Linked DNA regions of Mus musculus: region 1 is linked to region 2. The links are chromatin contacts, called in public HiChIP or PLAC-seq maps. All regions are on one chromosome and are shown on one strand. The core of a region is the stretch at or near the end of the contact, and the rest is flanking DNA. Distances in the headings are between cores, read along the strand shown.

Region 1 (6,733 bases), core at 3,086-5,585, 1.1 Mb before region 2:
ATGAGTTCGAGGACATCCAGGATTGATGTGACATCCATGGTGTGAGGGTCATGCAGGGAGGAAACCCCAGAACCCACAGCTGATCACAAACACCTTGCTTTTACTTTTGAATATGGGATGGGTCCCAGACACTGTAAGAGTGTCAAATAAGAGGGTGAGTCCCAGGGCAGGAGCTGCCATCCTCCCAGCCTGGTGTGCTAGCACCCTCCTCCATGCCCTCCTGTGCCAGGCCAGCCCAGCAAGTGTAGGAAAACTGCACCATGCCAGCCTAACCCTAAGCCTGTGCATACAAGAACAATACACCTTTCACCTCAGGGGCTCTCCCAGCCTCAGGAAGCAGGCACATGGGGCAGCTCACAGGGCCAGGGTAGGCAGAGCACAGTAAGGCAAGGTACCAAAGGCAACACCGCTCAAAGAGTAGTAATACTCCCTAGGGGCTGAGTGTGCCAAAAAGGAATGTTTCTGGTTGAAGTCTGCCTGCCTGTGGTAGCGTATGTCTGTAAGCCCAGAACACAGGAGTGTCTCTGAGTTAGAGGCCAGTCTGAGCCACAGTGTGAGCCCATCTCAAAAAAAAAAAAAAAAAAAAAAAAAAGACTACATTCTAGTTGATATACCACAAACAAAGCCAGCATTTCTTTGTTTTTCTTTTTCTTTTTTTTTTTTTTTCCTGCTGTTCTGGAACTGGCCATGTAGACCAAGCTATCCTTGAACTCACAGAGATCTACCTCTCTCTGCTATGATTAAAGACATACAGCACCAACCACCCTTGGCAGAGCCAGCATTTCTGAGGCCTCATTCCACTGACACTATTGCAGTCTGTGTGTCAGAAGCCCAGGTGAGAAAAACAGCAAGGTAGGATCACTCTGACACTACCTGAGGTGTGACATCATCCAGTGCTCATCGAGTACCTATGAGGTGCCTGGCATATTTTGTTTATTATTCTTTGAATAACAACAGTCCAGGTGGCCATTATAACTTTCTGTGTGTCACAGCTGAGATATAGAACTGATAATGCACGATAACTGTGCACACATGAGGACACTCAGAGTTCCTCCTGGCCATTGCACAGACAGTTTGCTGATGAGAGGCTGAGAGGGAAAGGAGATAGCGAGCCCCAGCCTTACCTGTCTTTTTCACCAGCGCCACTGTGTAGGAGACACTTCCATGCAAGAGCAAAACCCCGGTAGCATCCAATCTGTGAATTGAAAAGCAGCCCAGAGTGAAGGCGGTAAGCACTCAGCCACACCACACCAACTGCCAAGATCTCAAAGCACAGGCCTTGGCAGAGGGCTACCACACTGCTCCTTCAGCCATTCTGGAAGCTGTAAGTTTGGGGCAATGGAAACTGTATGCAGAAAGCCCCAGTGGGGCAGCCAGGCACCATGCTAACATTGGGAATGCCTCCTCTATATACATACTGTAGCTGGCACCCGGTCCTCGTCCAGGGTCTGTGTATAAACTACAGAGGAAAGCAGAGTGCTCAGCTTCTCGGTCTAGTTTCTCAGACTGGCTAGAAAAAGCAATGCCACTGTGCCTTGCTCTCACAGGCTACTTGCTTTGGAGTGTCATGAGGACACCTGAGCAGAGGATATCAATTAGATGGTGTGCTATCTTAGGGATAGATCCCTGGCCCAGCCAGACCTTCGGATTAGACTGGAGCCCTTCTGACACATGGCTTCTTCTGACCCTAGGTACTGTGTGACATAACCAAAGATTGTTACTTCAGAGACCCATAGATCTGTAGGGACCTGCTTTGTGGCATCAGGTATCTGACACTATCATGACCTCTTCTGCCAGTCAGGATCAGGGATCTGGAAGAGGGAGCTAAGCAAGGACAAAGACAAGGGAAGAAAAACTGTGGAGCCTATGGGATGTCACAGTGAACATGGCACACATCTGGGTGAGGCCGGAACTGGCTAAAGATATGAGACAGCGCTGTGCTACTCCATAACCAACTTTGGTGACTCTGTGCTAAGGATTTTCTGTCTGGGCGATGAATCCACACCAAAGGCCTTGTAGTGGGGAAAAGGCAAGATGCTGTGAGGAAAAGTTCAATGCCTTTGTTCTTCTCCTCAAGGCACTGTTTCAAAGCCATGGCCTTATGCATGCTGGTGCATGCTCTGCTGTTGAGCCACTTCCCCAGCCTGGTTTTTGGAGACAGGATCTCACTATCTAGCTGAGGCTTGCCTAGAGTTCCCTGACTGTTGGGATGACAGGTAAGGACCACCACACTCATCTATGAAGTCACTTCTAGGCAGCCCTCTCACTTACCTCAGACCCAATCTTGGCTCCATGTACCATGCCATACCGCTTTCCTTCAACGATCCCCAAGCTACTGCCTTCTTCATAGCCTTCCTGATATCCCTCCCCATGGAATCTGTGATAAAGAAACACACATCATCAGGCAAGATACCTCTTCCTGCCTTGTATTATCCAGATCCCACTGGACCCAGCAGTCTGGGTAGTAGGAAAAGCTTAAAACTCAAGTCACAGAATACAGCTTCTAGGTCTAGCTCTTCTACACCCTGGCCCATTACTGTGCCCATTAGTCCCATTTTTGAGGCAGTATCTCACTGTGCAGCCAAGGCTGGCCTCCAATTCAAGCAGCCCTGCCTCTAGCTCTTGAATGCTGAGATTACAGGTGTGTGCCACCATCTCCAAGAGGAGCCCTGATACATATGGGCTACATTCTGTGGCAAACACTCTACTAACTGAACTACAGCCCCAACCCCTAGAAAGCCAGGTTATCATCTGTAACTGTAGGTAGGCTACACAGATGACTACCAAACCCAGCCGAGCACCAGAACCCACAAGGAAAATGTAAAGATACAAACTCAAGCAAGCTCGGAACACACTAGGAATCTACTTTTGAAAATGTAGGTGTGAGGGTAGGTGCATCTGAGCCTACATGCCATCATAACTCAACCTGTTTGTTTCTAAAACACTCCAAGCACCCAGGACTCCTCACACCTCTGTAGAGGTACAGAAAATGTCCCCAAGATCAAGACAGTATGCCACCACTGGGATGCTCTGGGTAGGTGGGTATTATTGTGTCTAAGAGTTCAACCCTCAAACTGGCAATAAATTGCTGCCGGCGCTGTTGAAGGAATGTTCTGGAAGCCCCCATGTGAGGCAGTGAACAGCTCCCCATTTGGGGGCGTGGGCATCTGCCAGGACCCGACTCCCTAAACCGAGCCTGAGCAGTCACCCGGGGAGGTACCCAACCCACAATGAGCAGCCAGCCTGGAGAGGCCAAGATGACCTGGGCCACCGTCCCGCCCAGGCGTTCCCTGGGGACTTTTCAGGATCCAAAGGGGCCTGCCCGACATATCCATCAGCAGACCCATGAATACCGCCGTATGTGCGGCAATTAAAGGACAAGAAAAAGTGGCAGCTCGCAGATGGCGAAGGCGGGTATCCCCGAGGACTGCCCAGCAGCTGCCGGGGCGGGGCGGAGCCGGGTCTCTCTGCCCACCTCTCATCCGCCATCACGACGGCGTCAAATATGTCCTGCTCCACGGCCATGGCGGTGTCTCGGCTCTCCCCCGGCCCTCGCATTCCTTTCATTCTGTGTAGTAATCGCCAACTGGCGAGACGCGATCACAAACGCCCGGATTGTCAGAATGAAGAAGACACTTCCGTGTATGCCGCGCGGAGCAGGGCGGGTAAGGACGGCAAGCTAAAGAAGCCAAAAAAAAAAAAAAAGCCCATCCCACTGCGCATGGGTAGATGCTACATGGGCGGGGCTAGCCCGAGGGAAGCCTTGCTCCTCCTCCTTGGTACCGCTCGCTCCGTGGTGGGTGGGGCGGGTCAGGTCGCTTGGGGCACGTCGTCTGGGTCGCTCGCGGTGTCCAGACGAACCCTGCTTTTATTTTCAAAATCCAAACAGATGGGACCGAATTCACAAACGTGGGTCTTAAAGAAATGAGAAAAGTTACCAAAGATCTGGCACAGGGGCGTTCCCAGGAAATGGAGGAAGGGCCCAAGGGGCAGGCTTCAAGGAGGGAGGAGTATCCGGCATCCTCTGCTGTCACCGGACTGTCAATCACCGCATCTGTACACTGCACCGGACCCTCCCTGAGGGCTGGAAACGATTTGATACTGCGATATCCTAAAGGGCAGATAATAAATATTGCCCCCAGACATGAAAATGCCCTTGGGGGGGGGTCTTTGAAAATGAAAAAGGTTGTGTGTGCCAGTTACCTTGTTTTTTTTTGGTCTTTTTGTTATTTTGTCTTTTTTTTTTTTTTTTTTTTTTTCCAGAGCTGAGGACCGAACCCAGGGCCTTGCGCTTGCTAGGCAAGCGCTCTACCACTGAGCTAAATCCCCAACCCCGAACGCTAGCACTTGCTGCCAGTATTTAAAGCAAAACTGAAGTATTTCATACACAGTCAAGTATCAGGTGGTTCCGAAGGGCTGGCCGGCAGGAGGAGCCACTTTGTCCAAGCGCTCCAATCTCACAGGCACCCACTCTTCAAACAGCAGAAATTGAAGTTAGTTTTCTCATCATTTCCATCAGAGATACCTTCCAAAGTATAGTTTTAAAGAGTATTCCACAGTACAGTAAGTTCCTTAGGCAACAATTGCTAACAAGTTAATCAGCTCCTGTATAAAAGAGACCAGAGATACAACACTGTAATTGATGGAGGGCTGAATAAGTAAACACGCCACTTGAACTGAATTTCATCTGTGCAAATGAATCCTTAACTATAACAAAATGCTTTTTGAAAATGAGAACTACTGTGTCAGACAGAAGAGAGAAGTTTGAGTCTGGTGATGAACATGATGGCATGTTGACTGAAGAAGAGATAAGCCTGGAGAACAGCCTAGAATGTCTCCTAGGAGTAAAACTTCCGTGATAAAAATAAAATCACAAACTTCAGGAAGGATAGAGCAGTGAGCACTCGCCATGACAGGCAAGTATGGTTTCTCAGGAAAATAAAGTGAGTCCCTCACACTCTGCTCACGCTGCTCACACTGCTCATCAGAAGAGTCTACACCAAGTAAAAAGTTAACCACAAAAAGAAAAAGGAGGCCAGGTGCGGTGGCAAAGGTCTTCTTTTAATCCCAGCACTTCGGAGGCAGAGGCAGGCAGATTTCTGAGTTCGAGGCCAGCCTGGTCTACAGAGTAAGTTCCAGGACAGCCAGGGCTACACAGAGAAAACCTGTCTCAAAAAATGAAAAGAAAAAAAAAGATGTGGGTACAAAACAGATTCATCCTGGAAGCAGGGACAGTGGCCCCCACTTGTAAGCCCCATGTGGGAAGCTGAGGGAAAAGAACTGCCATGAATCTGAGGCCAACCTGGGCTACAGAGTGCATTCCAGACTGGTCTGGGCTGAAGAGTGAGACCATATCTCAAAACATAAAATATAATTGTTTAGAAATAGATGAATGAGCCGGGCGTTGTGGCGTACGCCTTTAATCCCAGCACTTGGGAGGCAGAGGCAGGCGGATTTCTGAGTTCGAGGCCAGCCTGGTCTACAAAGTGAGTTCCAGGACAGCCAGGGCTACACAGAGAAACCCTGTCTCGAAAAAAAACAAAAAAACAAAAAAACAAAAAAAAAAAGAAATAGATGAATGAATGAATGAATTCATCCTAACAGGAGAAAATAGCAAGCTAATGGGCCTTTTGTATGGCACAGAACTGAGCAGCAGGTGTCTGGCCTTTAAATTGGGTAGAGTCCCAGGAGGAACAGACGGAGTCCACGGAAAGAGCAGCCAGAAGTAGCATCTGCCTTCTGAGATGGTTAAAGGCCCTGAGCCCTCTGTTTGGTGGAATTAAAGGGAACTTTCATTGTTCACCAATGTATGAATTTGAGCTGACTTTTGGTCAGATGGTTCAAAAGGATAAGAAGGTCATTTGAAAGTCTGTCCGCTTTGACCTGGTAGTTTAATTTTGTTTGATTTTTGTCTGTGGGAAGTAGTCAGAGAACTGTGGAGATTTGACACCCTATAATGAGCACTGTGGTGAGACTTGTAAAACCTAGCTGGATCTGGTGACAGCCACGGAGAGCAAAGCTGTCAGGCACTAGGAGACTCACTTAAGTTCACACTAGAAAGATGACAAATGCTGACCGTGGCCACCTCAGGATTCAGCAATCCCATGACCTTTGGACTTCTTCCCATGTTTATACAATGCACATCAGTTACTTCTGGATGTTAACCCCCCCCCCAAAGACATGTATATTTTAAAGGTGAAATGAGGTCTGTCCTGTGCTATTCCTAAATGTCTTTTACATTTTTACTTTTTTTTCCTGACTAAATAAAGTCACAAAACACTTGTAATACAGAGAATGGGGGAAAAAAGCATGCAGAATAATGTATTTCTTCAGCCCTCTGATCACTTCTTTCTTTTTGTTAATACTGTTATGTTTCCACCCTGGTTTTTCCCCATCAATTTATATCCCCCTTGAAAAATATACCCAGCCTTATGCTTTCAACATGCTCCCAGGACAATTCACTTATTATGTGTTTAAAATACAATCCTGAGGATAAAAGTTATTAGCTGAAATAAAATAAAATGTAGCTTTTGCAATAAAAAAATAGTTATTGTTGAGGAGAAAGAAGGGAGGACCACTTACAGATAAAGCCTGTGTCTACAATGTAAAATTTGGAGGGTGGGTTCAAGACAGGGTTTCTCTGTGTAGTCCTGGCTGTCCTGGAACTTGATCTGTAGACCAGGCTGGCCTTGAACTCACAGAGATCTGCCTGCCTCTACCTCCTGAATGTAGG
Region 2 (6,997 bases), core at 2,718-5,217:
CTGACAATTGAAGGTTGGATACATTAGAGGGGCCAGGGGACATGTACATATACAGGCTGGGACTAAGTTATTATTTATGGCTGGGGACTACTGCCCAGTACAGCCTGACTCAGTTCCTCATGATCTGAGGCTTTGCTCAACAGGGACCACACACACACACACAAACACACATACCACATTCACACACACACATCCCACACACACTCTCACATACACACTCACTCACTCACACCACACACACACTCTCACACACAACACACTCACACCCCCACACCCCCCCACTCTCACACACATACTCACTCACACCACACACATACTCTCACACACAACACACTCACTCACACACACCACATACACATTCTCTCTCTCTCTCTCTCTCTCTCTCTCTCTCTCTCTCTCTCTCACACACACACACACACACACACACACACACTGTGCCTACAGAACTCCCTCTTCCCCAGACCTCTCTGTTCATGCTCAGCTCACTTCCCCACAAACTCCAACCCTATATCTGGAAACCCCATCCTCTCTGACCCATTCCTTATCTCTTAAGAGTTGGGGTATGTTGGAACAAACCTCAAACAAACTCTTCCAGACCCTGACCAAGGCCCTGTATTGAAACTCCAACTCCTTCCCCTTCACTGCCATTGCCAAACTCAGTTACTCTCTATGACCCTCATCCCCATAGCCAGGACAAGGCAGTTTCTAAAGACAAACGACCTTATCTTGAACAAACAAGTCCAGGAGAGAGAGACTGCAGGCTTGCAGGTAGCCCCAGCAGGTGCATTCCCCAAACCTCCTATATAAACCCCAAGTACCCTCTTCCTGTTTGGCAGACACCCCTTTCCCATCGTATTTGCCTTGATGTTTGAAATAAACACTCCTCTCTGTTGAGACTAACTGGTCTCTTTTCTTCACTTCCCCCACCCCTGCCATCTTCTTAAGCTGCCTCAGAAATCTAACATCAATATTGTTAGAAATAGGTCCAGGGTCCGAAGGAATTGCCACATGATCCAATTCAAAGCATTTGCAAGACAAAAGCTTTACTCCTGCTGAAGGGAACACGCATGCCCAGTTGGGTCCCCTGTGTTTTTACTCCTGAGGTTTTGAGCAGAGTACAACCTTGAGTTCAAAAGTGCTGAGCCTGCAGGAGTCTCAACTTCTGCCATGTGATTTCTTTACAAATTTTTAAGGGAAATGTGGTCTCATGTAATCCTTGGATAGAAAAAAAAATTGTACATTTTGTTTACTCTTCCCACAGTATTACTCAATGGCAATGACAAGGCCAGCCACAGATCACCACTCGCCTAGGACACTGTGTAACAAGTCACATGATTTATACTGAACCAAAATAAACAAACCAACCAAAGGACAACAGTAACAACAGAAACCCCACCAGGACCAACTGGGTCAGTGGAGGAGTTGGAAAGGTTTGGGGGCAGTCTCCAAGATTTTCTGCTTGCTGAGGGATCTAAGAAGCATCTGCCCCTGGGGAGCCAAGGAGTTTATTTGGCTTATGCATAGGCCAGGCTGGAAGTTCTACACCCAGCACGCCCTCCCCACAGCTTGTACTCTGCGCAGAAATGTATACAAATTGCTGAGGGTGAGGTGGCCGTATACATAGGTAAGGTTCCCATGACCCTCCCCCGTTTTTCTTTCTATGAGGGAACTTCTAAATTAACAAGTCCATCTGGAGTGATCTTCTTCAAACAGATACAGCTGCACTCATAAAGATGGCAGCGGTTTGGCTCAAAGGACGGGAAGGTAGTGCTGTTCAACAGGAGTCGGCAACGCGGTTCAGTGGGTATTGCCACCAAGGCTGACAACCTGAGTCCAATTTCTAGAACCAATATGGTGGAAGGAGAGAACTGACTCCCACAAGTGAGCTTCTGACCTCAGTGCACACACACACACACACACACACACACACACACACACACAACTGTAATTTAAAATTGGGGAGGGGGAGAAATTGAGACATTTGGGCCACATGACTCAGGGATGATTCCAGGTATAAGGTCCCAGTCAACAGGCAGCACTGTGATGGGGTCAGAGGGGGGAGGGGTCCAGGCTTAATCACACGAGGACACTGACCTTAGCTTCTCTGGGGACCTCCTGGGTGGTCTCAGAGGCTTAGCAGTTTGCCACTTACACCAAACAGGAACTAATGGTCTCACAGAACAAACAGGTAGCCTGGTGACCTCAGCACACTAGGGATAGGACACACTGGGGTTTACATGGGGACAGGGGAAGGTTGTCCCCATTCTGACACCCAGGACGAGTCTGTTCTCCCTTTAGTTGGTTCAATCACGAAACCTCAGTGCTAGGAGCTAAACTCAGGTCTTCCAGAAGAGCAGGGAGACCTTCGGCTCCTGAGCCATCTGTCTAGCCCAGGGCTTGAGGTGTTAAATCACACATGTACTTTTGGTCATATTCACACAGCAGCTGTTAGAGACAGACCACAGGCCATATCTTATCAGATCAGAACGTCAATTCTGTGTCACATTCGAAAACCAATATCAAAGTCCTGTCCAATCCTACACTGTCACAGGAGAGGTGCCAAGTGCTTGGTTGTCTCCCTGCTGCCTGCTTCGGTGGTGCACAGACTCTCCAGCTGCTGTGGACTCCTCTAGATCACCTCACAGTACCGGCACACTATGACAATTATATTAATCCTTGAGGGCAAAGCCCTGAAGAAGAACAACAACAAAGGCCTACCAGAACAATGAAAAGTTGGGGAGATTTGGGGCTGCACAGTGCTTGTGTGTGTTGTAAGGGTGCATCCCACAGAGGACAGAGTATGGATCTGGCTTGACATGATGGCAGCCATCTTGAGCCACAGCTGTCTGAGTCACCATAAGATGGGTTTTCCTGCATATTTACTTAGCTAACCATAACACAGAGCCTTGAAAGCACATGCGTACTGGATGACTTGGAGGGTGCGCCTGGCTTTTGATGGAATCTGAAGATAAACCAGAGACCTTCAGGCATGAGAGCATGCTTTGGTCTTTATCCACCCAACGTCTGGGTGCCCAGCTCCCCAGGACCTTCCTCTGCCAGTGAGTCTCCAGAATATCTCACTGTGCAGTCCTAGCTCTATTGGACTCTCCCTATTCCCTTCCAACTGCTGTGTGAGTTTATGTGCACATGTGTGTAGGTGCATGCACATCTGTGCAGGTGTATGTGCTGCCTAAAGATCAGCACTGAGTGTGTGTCTTCTTAATTACCCTACACATTAAAAAACATTTTAAAGTCCATGCTGTTGTTGTTTTGAGACAACATCTCACAATACCATCCTGGTTGACCTGGAAACTCTGTGCAGACTTGCAGAAATCTGTCTGCCTCTGCCTCCCAAGTGCTGGGATTAAAGGTGTGGGCCACAACCTCTGGCTTAAATATGTTTTTAAGTTTATCTGTGTGTGTGCACAAATGTGCCACCACATGTGTCCAGATCAGAGGGAAACTTTTAGGAATCAATTTTCTTCTTTTATGGGGATCCCTGGAATTGAACTTAGGTTGTCAGGCTTGGGTGTGGCAAGAACCTTTACCCACTGAGCCCTCTCACTGGCCCAATACCTTATTTTTTAAAGATAAGACTTTGCAGCAAATGTAGTGATTGGCATAGCCAGCTGAATATCAAGTCCCATGAGTCCTCTGGTCTCCATCTCTCAGTACTGGGGTCACAAGCATGCACCATGATGCCCAACTTTTATTAAAGGTGCAGGGGATCCAAACTCAAATTCTCATACCTGCATAGCGAGAACTTTACTGACTGATCCATCTTTACAGATGTCATCTCTTCCTTTGGTCCCGAGCACCTAAGGCCAGGGACCATTCCAGAATGGGCGGCGTGCAAGGCTCTCTGTTTTCATCTCCCAGATGAAAAGGAGGAGCCTCCCACACTGACAGCTCTGTTTGAGCTCATTCCTTTGATTTCCGTGAAAAGGTGACACACCCACCCCACTTCTAGGGAACTGGCAGGAGCCAGCCTCAGAGGACAGAAGGGGATTTAGGGGCCAGGAGGAGATCAAGACAACAAGTGTGGGCTGAGCGAGCTGGAGACAGCCACTGTCAGCAGGCGGTCATCAGGTGAGAAGGTTAATATGCCCCTCTACCTGCTTCCCTAAGCAAGAAGCACCCCTTCTCTTACCCTCTACATCACTTGCCTGCCTGGCTCTCAGGGGGGTGCTGGTGGCTCTGAGGATGTCCTCTAAAAGGGACCTTATGGGGAAGGCAGTTAAGGGAGCCTTGGAAGCTGAGGCTCAGGCTTGAAACTCATTGCTCCAGGTCCATTGGAGAACAAGGATGAGGAAGATGCCCCACCCCACCTACCGCATCCCCTTTCAGATCTAGCCTTGGCTCCACCAGCCAGAATCCACACAGGAGTAGATGTCTGGATTTACACCCTTGGGGGCTCACAGAGGGGAAGAGTCTTGCCTCTGTCACCACTCTGATGCGTGAAGGTTCAGTCCTTAATTTCAAGGTCCTGAGGACCTGTACTCTGACCTTGACAGCTGAACTGGTAGGTTGAATCACCATCTCCCACAGGTGCTAGGAAGGATGCTTGGTGATGAGATGGTGGGTGATACTCATCAGGACACTGCAGAAGGTTTGGCCCTGTGAGAGGAAGCAGGGTCTGATGGAGGCTGGGTCTCAGTGAGTACAGAGATAGCTAGGGTTCTGGGTAGGGGACACAGCCCAGACCAGGAATGAGGGTCATACGTAAAGTACACAATATACATCTCTTTCCATCTTTGACTATGTTTTCCCATGTCTGTCCCTTCCTCTTTATCTCTACCTCTATTCTCTATTTCTCTCTGTGTCTGTCTGTCCATCTCTCTTCTCCACTCCATTACCCCCCAGCCCTGGTCTATCTTTTCCTATTGCTGTTCCTCCCTGGCAGTCCCTGTCCCCAGAGCCTGGGTCCTCATACCCTGGATCTTGGACAAGGTCCATCATGGGCTCTGTGGAAAAAGGTACTGCTCTGAAACACTCGCCTCCATGAGGGTACCAGAAACTCTCCTGCTTGCTCCCTAAGAAGATTTGGGGCCCTGAGACCCATCATCAAAGTCCCAGACTCTGACATGAAGCTTCAGAGTTAGCCACAGTTCCTCAGGACCCTGGGCTTTAATGTCGCGCTCTAAAAGGACAGTGTGGGGAAAGTCCCCTGAAGCCTCACCTAGCACAGAATGGAGTGTCCTGGGTCAGAGCAGGCACTATCAGAGACCCTGGGGTGGGTGTGATCAGAGCCTTAGAGAAAGCATTCTCACATTGGTACTACAGTTAAAAAGAAAGGGGAGTCTCTCCACCTGTGGCCCCTTTGTCTGAATGTGGTGGGCCTCTGCATGGGGACACCTCATTCAGGATGGGTTGTCTAACCAGGATGAGGGCAGAGAGAGCTGCTTCCAAGCAAAGCAGCTGTGAGGGGGTAACCTGGTATCACATGCAGCCAGGAAGGGGCTTGAGACAACTCGGACTCTGGAAGCTGCAGGCTCTTGCTTTCCACACTCGGGGCACAGCAGCTTCGTAGTGAACACTGTCACCCTTTGCAGGGGCCTCCCAGAGCACCCACGGAAGCCAGCCAGGATGTTCTCCATATTCAACATCTGGGGCACATTCAACAAAGTGCTCTTCTTCCTCAGCCTCACTGTCAGCCTTGCAGGGCTGGTGGGCAACGCTCTGCTGCTCTGGCACCTCGGTCTGCACATTAAGAAGGGACCCTTCAACACCTACCTGCTGCACCTGGCTGCTGCCGATTTCCTCTTCCTCTCATGCCAAGTTGGCTTCTCTATTGCTACGATCGTGTCGGGCCATGAGGACACACTCTACTTCCCAGTCACCTTCCTGTGGTTTGCCGTGGGGCTCTGGCTGCTGGCTGCCTTCAGTGTGGACTGTTGCCTCGCCTACATGTTCCCCTCCTTTTGCAGCCCCAACCGCCGTCCCAGGTTCACTTCAGTTGTCCTCTGCCTCGTGATCTGGGCCCTGACCATGCCGGCCGTGCTGTTGCCAGCCAACGCCTGTGGGCTGCTAAAAAACGGAATGAGTCTGCTGGTCTGCCTCAAGTACCATTGGACCAGTGTCACCTGGCTAGCGGTACTGTCTGGCATGGCATGTGGGGCAAGCAAGTTTCTCTTAATCTTTGGGAACTGCTGCTCTTCACAGCCACCCCCCAAGTTCTGCAAGTTGGCCCAGTGCTCTGGGATCCTTCTGTTCTTCTGTCGCCTACCCCTGGTTGTCTACTGGTGCCTGCGGCCAGTCTTAAAATTCCTGCTCCCCTTCTTCTTTCCACTGGCCACCCTCCTGGCCTGCATTGACAGCAGTGCAAAGCCCCTCTTGTACTACATGAAGGGCAGGCAGCTCAGGAAGGACCCACTGCAGGTAGCCCTAAACAGGGCTCTAGGGGAAGAGTCCCAGTCAGGTCTTGGGGGGCTATCCTTGCCCATGCACCAAGTGTAGAGAGTGGCCATTATACGCCCACCTACCCTGCCCTCAGAGCTGCCAGGGGGTCCCAGTCTTGCTCAAACCTTTGCGACGGCCAAGCTCTGATCCTGGGAATTTTATGGCTTCCTCTTGTATGCAGGAGAGAAGGGATGGGGGCCAGATTGCATATTGAACACGCACAGGAGACGGCAAGGAGGGCAGGAACAGACAGAGAAGCAGGTGCGTGAAGGAGGATCCCAGAACTATAATGAGGACATGGATCCTACCTCCTTCTGCCCCTACAGCATCCTACCTGAGGAAGCTGCCCCTCAACCCCAGTACACCAGGAGCTTCCTCCTGCCGTAGATGAGTCAGAAGACTAGAACTACAGCATCAGCTCCTGGGGAGCATTCTCTGCTTTTGGAGAAACTGAGGCTGACCGCCTCCCCAATTCTCCAGCCTGGTGTTACTACTCATAGCAGCCACAAGGTGGAGCTGTTTCATCACTAAATAAACCTAGTCTGTCCTGTGCCCAAGTCTTCCTCAAGTTCTTGCTTCCTGGGCACTTCTGCTTCTC

What was found. HiChIP or PLAC-seq counts read pairs in DNA pulled down with a chosen protein or histone mark.
Region 1: an HNF4G HiChIP or PLAC-seq map of pancreatic cancer cells shows a contact between it and region 2. The contact joins the promoter of Bc1 here to the promoter of Mrgprg in region 2. A contact is called at or near these places in 2 of 39 promoter capture datasets (hippocampal neurons and pre-B cells) and 1 of 115 datasets of contacts at active chromatin or transcription factors (pancreatic cancer cells).

What each region holds. Positions count from the first base shown.
Region 1 is chr7:144,912,072-144,918,804 of GRCm38.p6, reverse strand. Bc1 (brain cytoplasmic RNA 1) reads right to left here and starts at 4,335. Exons shown (of 1, transcript NR_038088.1): 1 at 4,182-4,335. LTO1 (ABCE maturation factor) reads right to left here and starts at 3,705. Exons shown (of 4, transcript NM_001357869.1): 1 at 3,476-3,705; 2 at 2,272-2,377; 3 at 1,125-1,195. The coding sequence starts at 3,567.
Region 2 is chr7:143,763,963-143,770,959 of GRCm38.p6, reverse strand. It overlaps Mrgprg (MAS-related GPR, member G), which reads left to right and starts at 3,967. Exons shown (of 2, transcript NM_203492.2): 1 at 3,967-4,089; 2 at 5,553-6,997. The coding sequence starts at 5,587. The coding sequence ends at 6,456.